Regions from separate parts of the Gossypium arboreum genome. Here regions 2 and 3 are each linked to region 1. The links are chromatin contacts, called in public Hi-C maps. All regions are on one chromosome and are shown on one strand. Each heading gives the region's core, a stretch centred on a gene start, on an enhancer-like site or on the middle of the called end of the contact. The rest is flanking DNA. Distances are from core to core; before and after follow the strand shown. Region 1 holds the start of LOC128281864 (pentatricopeptide repeat-containing protein At1g63400-like). Region 2 holds the start of LOC108465223 (probable sucrose-phosphate synthase 3). Region 3 holds the start of LOC108453638.

Evidence for each region. A called contact is a pair of places that touch in the nucleus more often than the background predicts.
Region 2: a Hi-C map of leaf shows a contact between it and region 1, with 5 times the contacts expected there. The contact joins the promoter of LOC108465223 here to the promoter of LOC128281864 in region 1. A contact is called at or near these places in 2 of 5 Hi-C or Micro-C datasets (both in leaf).
Region 3: a contact with region 1 is called in a Hi-C map of leaf, with 4 times the contacts expected there. The contact joins the promoter of LOC108453638 here to the promoter of LOC128281864 in region 1. A contact is called at or near these places in 2 of 5 Hi-C or Micro-C datasets (both in leaf).

What each region holds. Positions count from the first base shown.
Region 1 is chr10:46,459,581-46,463,193 of ASM2569848v2, forward strand. LOC128281864 (pentatricopeptide repeat-containing protein At1g63400-like) reads right to left here and starts at 1,566. Exons shown (of 2, transcript XM_053020007.1): 1 at 437-1,566; 2 at 1-349. The coding sequence starts at 1,566. The coding sequence ends at 667. LOC128282052 (pentatricopeptide repeat-containing protein At1g12775, mitochondrial-like) reads right to left here. Exons shown (of 5, transcript XM_053020266.1): 3 at 3,330-3,419; 4 at 2,269-2,856; 5 at 1,603-2,131. The coding sequence ends at 1,603.
Region 2 is chr10:46,852,924-46,856,285 of ASM2569848v2, forward strand. It overlaps LOC108465223 (probable sucrose-phosphate synthase 3), which reads left to right and starts at 1,701. Exons shown (of 12, transcript XM_017765545.2): 1 at 1,701-2,486. The coding sequence starts at 2,211.
Region 3 is chr10:46,967,218-46,970,712 of ASM2569848v2, forward strand. It overlaps LOC108453638, which reads right to left and starts at 1,464. Exons shown (of 2, transcript XM_053019894.1): 1 at 944-1,464; 2 at 1-241. The coding sequence starts at 1,327. The coding sequence ends at 185. LOC108456664 (O-fucosyltransferase 1-like) reads left to right here and starts at 2,377. Exons shown (of 10, transcript XR_008272273.1): 1 at 2,377-2,508; 2 at 2,612-2,783.

The DNA of each region.
Region 1 (3,613 bases), core at 316-2,815:
TGACCAATCCCATATAAAACGCAACGGTGTCATCCTGTATTCTTCATCCACTTATATTTCCTTCTAATAATAATTATTACATAACATTCCAGAGCGATAGAATTAATAGTGCCACTGCCAAGGCTCTCTCACCTCTCCTTGGCATTCTCCTTCTAACATTGATGGCATTCGGGGTGACAGCCCTCAAGCAAAAGCCTGATTATGGCATAAAAAGAGAAACCAGTATGAAAAGTGAAGCCTGGTTATGGTGATGATTCATCTAAGCATGGTTTAGATGGAATAACAGCAGACAGCCCTCAAGCAAAGCCAGACGATGAAGAAGATATTCCCAACTATGACATTTACAAGCCTAAACAAGAAGAAAACCGTGAGGAAAAAGAAAAGCCTTATATTGTTAAACCAAAACCAGAAGAAAAACAATATTTTGGTTTCCTACCTATGTTAAACCAAAACCAGAAGAAAAGCATTATCATGGCAGTAAACCAGACAACTAAAAGCAAGCAAAGCCAGATGAAAAGTGTGTTATGGAGGAGGGAAAAAAAAGGCTGTCTACAAACCAAGCACAAGAAAACAAAAATCAACCCGAGTGAAGGAAAGCTTTACTATGGCACAAAACAAGGTAATGGCTTTACACCTCTTCGATCATTACCCTGTAAGTAAATTCATTTACACTTCTTCAATCATTATCCTGTAAGTAAATTCATTCGGCTTCACGCCTTTTTGATCCATCACCTTCAGTACTTCATGAGTTTTTTCTTTTGTTCCTTGTTTGCTGATAGCATCCAACAAAATGTTAAAAGTTTCAACATCAGGTACAATATCTTCAGCAACCATCTTACTAAGCAAGCTTGTTGCTTCTCCACATTGTCCTGATTTGCATAATCCATGTATTAAACAACTGTAGGTGACGATGTCTGGTTTCAGATCTCTCTGAATCATTAATTTGTACAAGGTAATGGCTTCTTCAATCTTTTTTTCTTTGCACAAAGCATTGATTAAAGAGCTTAAGGTTTCCACATCAGGCTGGACTCCATTCAACATCCTACTATACAAGCTAGTCACTTCTGCACAATTACCTAAACTCCACAATCCAAGTATTAAAAAGCAGTAGGTGACAATGTCAGGTATTACATTTCTCTGACTCATTAGTTCCAACATGCTAATGGCTTCTTCATACTTGTTTTCCTTGTACAAAGCATTGATTAAAGATCTTAAAGTTTCCATATCAGGCTGGACTCCTCCATTCAACATCCTACTAAACAAGCTTGTGGCTTCTGCACGTTTATCTGAATTGCACAATCCACGTATTAAACAATTGTAGGTCACAATGTCAGGTTTTACACCTCTCTGACTCATTAGTTCCAACATGGTAATGGCTTCTTCAGTCCTCTTTTCCTTGCATAAGGCATTGATTAAAGAATTGAAAGTTACTACATCAAGATGTACTCCTTCATTCATCATTCTATTGAGCACGGTTGTTGCTTCCGTCCATTTGCCCGAACTGCAAAACTCATATATTAAACAATTGTATGTGACAACGTTAGGTTTTACATTTCTCTGTATCATTAATTCCAACACAGTAAAGGCTTCTGAAGTCCTCTTTTACTTGCATAAAGCATTGATTAAAGAATTGAAAGTCACAACATCAGGATGGACTCCTTCATTCATCATTCTATTGAGCAAGCTTGTTGCTTCTTTCCATTGCCCAGAATGACAAAGTCCTTGAATAAGAGGATTATAGGTAACAACATCCGGTTTCACGCCTTTACGAGTCATTAGTTCCAGAATTTCAATTGCCTCTGATGACTGCCCCTCCTTGCATAAAATATATATCATGGAATTGAAAGTTAAAACGGAAGGTAAAATTTCAGATGCAATCATGTTTGCAAAGAAATTCCTGACCAATCTCCATTCGCCAAACTTGCATAAGGCATGAATTAGCATAGTATAAGTGATAACATCAGGCCTTGTGCCTCTTTGGGTCATTAAATCAAATACAAATATTGCTTCTTGGATCTTCCCATCCTTGCAAAGAGCAGAAATCAGAGTATTTAAGGTATAGACATTAGGGGAAATCCCCTTGTTACCCATGTCAACTAATAATTCTTTTGCTTCATCCCACTGGCCAACGCTGCAAAATCCATTAATCAACGAATTGAATGTAACAACATTAGGCTTAATTCTCCTATCTAACATATCTCGAAAGATAATCAAAGCCTTGTCCATGCAATTCTCTTTACAGAATCCATCAATAATTGTACTAAGCACAGCGCATCAGGTTGAAAGCTTCCATTTCCATTCATCTTTAACAGAAGAAGAACAGCAAAACGAGAATTCCCTGATCTGCAAAGTTCCCTCATAATAATACTGAAAGTGTATTGATTATGCGGATATCCAGTCTCCAATATTTTCCTAAACACTCCCATTGCCTTGTTAATCTTACCCTCGTCGCTCAGTCCAATAAGCAGAGTATTCATGGTATAATCGTCAGGTTGAAGACCAAGTTTTGCAATCATAGCCAACACAGAGAAACCTAAGTCCACCTTCTTCAAATTGCACAAACAAAGGATCCAAATGTTCATTGTAAAGATATTAGGTTGGAAGTCACTACAACCCATAATCTGTTTACACATGGAAACAACAAATGCACATTGTTCCATCTTGGAGACTGCTCCAAGCAGATAATTGAAAGCCGAAACTGAGGGCAAGGGTCTCATTGAAATCATGGAATTGAAAAAACCCAGAGCTTCATCAAGCTCAAGGGATCTTGATTTACACTTATGTATGACCAAATTCTCGAGATAGGTGGGTTTGGACATACCCATCTTGACATTTTCATCAGAAGCAGTAGAACAACTGGAAAGAAAACACGTAACGGGCAGTTTAGAAAAAGGAAAAAGAAGAGAATTAGGAAGAATAAAACCAGAAATCGTTGAGGTTATTCTCTTCGTCTTCATGACCGTCTCCATATCATCACTGTACAGTTGCAATTGAATCAGTCAGGACAAAACTATATTTGGTTCGGAGAGACCATTTTTTTTTAAATAATAGGACTGGACTTTATTGAAAATGAACTGGACCCAGCAATAAAGTTCAACAGATAACAGAAGCCCAGCAGCGAGACCCACCGGGCAAAAAGAAAACACAAAAGAAATCGGAAGAAGGAAACTAAAAGTCCCCTGTCAAGTCGAATTTAATGAAACTGCCACCCACCACTCCCCAAATCTACTTTTCGTCAAAATCAGAAAAAGGAAGCTGCTTTTCATCAAAATCCTTTATCTTCTTCTCCGATAGTACGAAAGACCTTTGAGATTCTCAGTCAGGTTCACGTTCCAGCTGCCTTCCCAGCCCCAGCGAAGCGACGGTGTAAGAAGGCACACTCCGTTCCAGGTAAAACTCCTCTTCTCTCTTTAAACTCTCTGTGGCAATAATACGAGTTGTCTGATTTACCCGTCTAAGAATATACTTAAACCATATCTTGTTAAATCGACCCTTATTCTGGTGTATTTTCTCTAATATAAGCTCCTATTTCTGGCTTGTCTTCAACATCAGCCTGACATTTTTTTATAATTGTTAACGCATCTCCGTCGATTTCTACTGCGTCCAAACACAT
Region 2 (3,362 bases), core at 451-2,950, 390 kb after region 1:
CTGTTAGTGCTTGAAGAAAGAATTTGAAATGAAAGACCTTGGAAGAACGAAATTTTGTTTGGGGTTACAAATTGAGCACCTAAAAGAAGGAATCCTTATGCATCAATCAACGTATATTGAAAAGGTGCTAAAGAGATTTTATATGGATAAGGCACATCCAATAACTACCCCGATGGTTGTAAGATCACTTTCCGTCCTCGGGAAGATAGTGAAGATTTTCTTGGTCCTGAAGTGTCATACCTAAGTGCAATTGGGGTATTAATGTATCTTGCTAGCCATACCCGACCTGATATATCTTTTTCTGTAAATTTGCTAGCAAGATTTAGCTCATGCCCAACTCAGAGACATTGGACTGGAATAAAACAGATATTTCGTTATCTCCAAGGCACAAAGAATATGGGTCTATTTTTCCCTAATAAATCTAAGACAGAGTTGATTGGTTTTGCAGATGCAAGATTTATGTCAGACCCTCATAATGGAAAATCACAAACTGGATATGTTTTTACATATGGAGGTACTGCAATCTCTTGGCGCACAATGAAGCAAACAATTGCAGCAACCTCGTCTAATCATGCAGAAATCTTAGCAATCCATGAAGCAAGTCGTGAATGTGTATGGTTAAGATCTATGATCCAACATATAAGGAATAATTGTGGTTTATCATCTGGAAAGGAAGCTACAACTGTCTTGTTTGAAGACAACACAACATGCATTGATCAGCTCGATAGTGGATACATCAAAGGTGACAGAACAAAACACATTGCACCAAAATTCTTCTTCACTTATGACCTCCAGAAGATTAAGGAGATAAAAGTTAAGCAGATCAGTTCAAGTGAGAATTTAGCAGATTTATTCACTAAGGCGCTTCCTACATTAGTGTTTCAGAAGCTTGTTTACTACATTGGAATGCGTCACCTTCGAGATCTCAAGTGATGTAGCCATTAGGGCGAGTTAATACGCACTGTACTCTTTTTCCCTTAACCTTGGTTTTATCCCACTAGGTTTTCCAGGTAAGGTTTTCTTAATGAGGCAGCATATCAAGCGTATAATTATGTACTCTTTTTCCTTCACTAAGTTTTTGTCCTACTGAGTTTTTCTTAGTAAGGTTTTAACGAGGTTTAATTAGATAATGAACATCTAAGGGGGAGTGTTATGAAATATTTATGTGGATGTCATTATCAACCCCATAAGTTATAAAACTTTTTCTATATCCCATTAATATGAGAGATAAAAGGTCATAACATTTTACATACCCTATAATAATTAGAGAGTTACTTTTAACCCCTATATATATATGGGGCTCATGTACTCATGAAAACTATATATATAAAAAGAAGATACACTCTCTCTTCTATATTCTCTCTACACTCTTTCTTCTATCACATTATAATTTATTCTTTCTTTATTATTTCACAACATTTAATGATTAATTTATAATTTTTTAAAATTAAATGATCAAAATATAAATTTATCTACTAATCAGTTATTTAATAAAAACACAAACACCCAAATCTGTGGAGTTTAAAAGGAAAAACAGGAACGAGAAGCGGACAATCCATGGAAAGGTGAAGAAAGGAAAACAAATACACCCAAATCCACACCCACACCTTGCATTCCATATCCGAACTGTGTGAAACTAAAGCTTTACATGCAATTTTTTTATTTTATGTAAACGTGTCGTCATCTGGTTAACCCACCATTCTGTAGCCATGTGTTCCTTTTTGCATGGACCTCTCTCCCTTTCTCTTCGCTTCTCTTATTAAGTTGTTCTCCCTTCACTTTCTCTTTGTTTATTAATGCCTTTCCTTCTCTCCCAGGACTCTTTCCACCCTAAACGAATTCTACCTTTTTCAAACCTTTTTTTTTTTTTCAAAACTTTCTTCCCGAGTTCTTTTAACGTTTTTATTATTAATTCAATGTAGACACCAAGACACTCCCCTGTATATTTCTTTTTCTTTTCCTATCATTATTGTTTTGTTTCTATTTTCAAATTCAACAATTTTGTATTCATACTTTGTTTTTGAGTTCTAAGTGAAAAAACATAAAAACACTTCCCTTGTACCTGAAGCCCGAAACACAAGGCAGCCTTATGTTCTGTTGATAAGTTTTTTTCACAGAATTGCTTTGATATTGAAAAATCAGGATGCTTTCTTAGGCCAAGAAAGCTGTAGAACTGGCTTTGTTTTCTGGGAGAAAGTGAAGGAAAAAGAATGGCAGGGAACGAGTGGATAAATGGGTACTTGGAGGCAATACTGGATAGTGGAGCAGCAGCTATCGAGGAACAAAAGCCAACGGTGGATTTGAGAGAAAGAGGTCATTTTAATCCCACAAAGTACTTTGTTGAAGAGGTGGTGACAGGTGTTGATGAAACCGATCTACATAGGACATGGATCAAGGTTGTCGCCACCCGGAATGCCAGAGAACGTAGTTCCAGGCTCGAGAACATGTGCTGGCGCATTTGGCACCTTACCCGTAAAAAGAAGCAGGTCCCTCCTCTATCCTTCTATCATTGTTACCTTTCTATTCTTTTTCATTTACATGTACACACATATATGTATATGTATGTGTGTGTGTGTATACACACATCACCATGAAAAGCTGTTGAAATTATGGCTTCCATTTCTTAGTTTTAAAATGCAAATTTCCAAGGACATGTTACATGTATTCTGTTTGTAGTAAAAAGTACCTGACCTTAGTGATTCATGTGAAGGAAAAAGTACATGTATAATAAGCATACTTATTTGACCTTATGTGGATGGATGTTAAAAGTTAGTAGGCTCTTTTAGGCCTTTTCCACAAGAAGTAGGTGACTGCAATTACACCCTTTGGTAAAGAGAGGAAAATTATGAATCATTTTGAGCAATTGGCATTCTTAAATTGTATTGGCTCTTCTTTTATTTTTACTTTTTTCCTTATGCGTTTATGATTAATCTAGATTCGGTACTTTGTTGATCAGGCTGAATAGCCCTTGATTCCTTTTAATGCAGCTTAAATCTACAAGTATGTATGATAAGCCTGACTGAAGTTAGCAAGAAACCATGAAAAATATTAGTAATGAATACGTGTATAATTGTATAGGCATGTGTCTTTGGATGTCCATGTACGTATGTGAGGACTAGTTAGGTTGTCTTTCTCGATTATCCAGTCCGGTTAACAGCTTGAATATTTATATCTGCTCATTTTACTAAATGGTACCTTGTGTTTGAAGAAATTCCTTGTTGAAGGTAGTTAACTCTGTAAAATGGACAATTCTGTAAGTGCTTCTTCCTGTTTAATTCGACTAAATGAGAGTTTTGCTAGAATAGTTCTAAGGTCTGACATTTCCCCTTTTAAGTAAAATAATATATTTTGAGAGCCAAGAA
Region 3 (3,495 bases), core at 214-2,713, 510 kb after region 1:
TGCATTCATGGAAATAGAACCTTGACCATTTGATAAAGACCAAGATTTGAAGGATCAAGTAACTTCATATTCAAATTGAGAAGTAGAAATAGGGCCATAGATATAAGGTAAGGCTAGGGGCTTAACCAGGCCGAGTTGAGCTCAAGCCTGAAAGAAACTTGAGCTTGATACAAAATCAATAAGATTAAAAAAAATCCAGCTTCATTCTCCAATTTTCAAGCTTTTCTGCTCTTTCTTTCAACTGCATTCATGGAAATAGAACCTTGACCATTTGATAAAGACCAAGATTTGAAGGATCAAGTAACTTCATATTCAAATTGAGAAGTAGAAATAGGGCCGTAGATATAAGGTAAGGCTAGGGGCTTAACCAGGCCGAGTTGAGCTCAAGCCTGAAAGAAACTTGAGCTTGATACAAAATCAATAAGATTAAAAAAAATCCAGCTGCTTGAGATCGGCTCAATTCCCATGCTCAACTTCAAACTCAATAATGTTAGTAGTAAGCAGAAGTATATCATCATGTTGACCGAGATCAACCGTAATTACCATATCACCTAGCCATGGTAGAATGAGAATCAACCATATCCACCAAGGCATCAAGGGATAACAACTATTATGATATAGGATATCCATACAGTCAAAGTGTAAATGCCAGTATAAATTTAGTTCGTCGATTCAATGGAACAAATGGATAGGCTTGGGAGATTCTCCTACTCAACTTAAACTAACGAATAAAGGTAACAATAAAATTTAATTTCTTAACTGAACATTAACTTTATTTTATATATAAACTAACATAATCGAAAGATAGGCAAAGGAAATTAGGGTTTTGAATCTGGTGTTTCACTTAAACAAACCTACCAATCCCAATTTCCAATTTTTTTAATTTTATAACTGAAATTCATCATAAAATTCAAGAAACAAAGTATGAGTGGTAGAAGATTACCAGGGTTTGTCGAAACTCTTCTTCAGCAACCATACGCTCTTGAGCTCTAACCTTAGCAGCCTCAGCCTTAAGCCTTTTACGCTCCTCATTAGCAACTCGTATAGCCTCTTTCCTAGCCTCTTCTTTTCTGAGCTTCTCAAGACGCAACAACTCCATCTCGTGGATGTACTCCTTGCGTACATTTTTTACTTGCTTGGCGTAGTCTCGTCGCAACAGGGCGAGTTTCTTCTCGGCCTCTTTGGGGTTGTTGGGGGTCTTCCAGCTGCCCAACAAGGAGTTGGGATCTAAATATTTGTGGGTTTTCTGGTGGTGGTTCTGGTGGGATGATTTGGTGGAGAATGAGCGGGTGAGGGTTTTGGAGAGGGTCCTGAAAGAGTTCGGCATTACTGTGTTCTTCGAAGCTACTCTGCTGCTGGTGGAGAAAGAGGAGGGTTTTGTTTGTGTTGGGCATGGGCTACTCTGCCATTAATGGAGGCCCAATCCAAGAAACAGTTCCAATTACTCAACACAACCGCCTAATCCCATCGTTCATTTCCCTTCTCCAAACTACACCCCAGTTTTCACTCATTAATCATTATTATTATTTTCTAAATTTTTTAAGGTTTAATTCTAATTTCGTACTTTTATTCCTCTGTTTTAATTTGTCGGAATTTGTTTTTACAAAAATTAAGAAGTTGATCAAATTAGATAATATCATGATAGATCGATGACTTGAAAATTAACCGTTCATTAATTTTATATGTAAAGAGTTAGTAATAGTTTTGTAATTTGTATAGCAAAAATAAACTCTTCAAATTTATGTATTTAACTAATAATTGGATTAATTTCTCATTTTTCATAAAGTACAGATTAAATTTTGACAAATTAAATGATAAGGATGAATTTCTCAACTTTCTTAACATAGAGAGATGAAATTTAGAATTAAATCTTTTTTTTTAATTTTTCTGGGAGAAAGGCACCTGTTTACTCTTTGAATTTGAAAATTTTTCTTAATTTTGTCAAGTTTAAAGATTAATGTGAAAAAATAAAATTAAGGAACTAAGTTGACAACACGAACTAAAGTATGCTTTATTTCTCATTTATTTATCTATTTTGAGTTAAAATATGTATTAAGTTTTTGTACTTTTGTATATTCAACATATAGTTCTTTTACTTTTATTTATAGGAATTTAGTTCTTTACTTTTTTATAGGTTTAATTGTTAGTATGTTAAAATTTTTCTATTAAATTCATTGATTTGATATTTTAAAATAAAAAATACTCACTTGATAGTCATATAACAAAAAAAAAGACAGTTGTAATAAGTTTGAATTTAATAGAATAATTTTAATAATTTTAGATCCAAAAAGTAGAAGGATAAAATTAGTTAAAATAAAAGTAGTAAGACTAAATTACAAATGTACAAAGAGGGCAGGGAGCTATAGCATATTTTAACCATTACTTTGACTAATTTCAAGGTTTTACAGCGCGGCAAGTAAAACCGACAGCCAGAAAGAAGGAAATTTGTAAAAACATCAGATCTGGGAATAATACATTGCTTTTTTTGTCTTTCGTAATTATGCGGAGGTTTACAAACTAACTAGTTGATTCGTTTTTCCGTTAAAAATTTCGGTTTTCCGTTGAACCAGACTGCCATTTTTTAACTTCTTCTTTCTATTTTGTTGCTTAGGTCGGGGCTGCATAGGCAGCATGGGAAACAAGGAGCTGGAGGAGGAGGAGTAGGAGCAAAGGGAATTTACGCCAAACTAACGATTGCCGTTGTGGTGCTTTTGATCTGCACGCTCTCGCTTTTGTTTTCGGCTACAATTGGCGGAAATCGCGGATCTCTAGAGCCTTCCGAGGTTAGTGGTTCTTGTAAAGAGTTAGGATCTGATCGTCTTGAATTTGATCCCTGGCTTTGTGATTAAATTTTCAGTATTAAGCGAATTTGCGGATTGCTTCTATTATCAGATTGTTGAAACTTAATAAGGCGTAAATGTTGTTAGTTTGTTATAATGGGTAGCTAAGTTTGTTGTCTGAGTTAGTCTATAGTAATGCTCACGCTCTATAGAAGCCTTGGGGGAATCTCTTGTTTGATGCGTCTGCAAACCATCTCATTTGGTCGGTACTTTATTTGGCGTTTGTAATGTACCTCATAAATTGACCTATTTACTTGCATGAAAATTCATCAAAGTGGAAATGTTTTATTTATTGCATTGGTTTGGTTTTATGCTAATTTGCTAGGATCATGCGGATTAAGTCCAAGAGGATCATTAGCTAGTTTTCAGAGACTTTAGGTGTTTTTATGCATGATTCCGCTTCCTTTAACAATATTTGTTGATAGGTTTTTGTTATCTTTATAGGAAATGGTTTGAGATAATCATAATAAAACAGTTCCTCTGTAGTCAGATGCTTGAGACTGGTTGTTGTATTATTTCATACTATATACCTGTGGGAGCTAAACCAGTGAATAGGATTTATTCTCGCCCTTTCCCACTTTTAATGGCTGGTCACCATTGTCAATCACTCTAACCTTTGATCATTCTTTTGTCTTTTTTCTGAAATATTTATTCA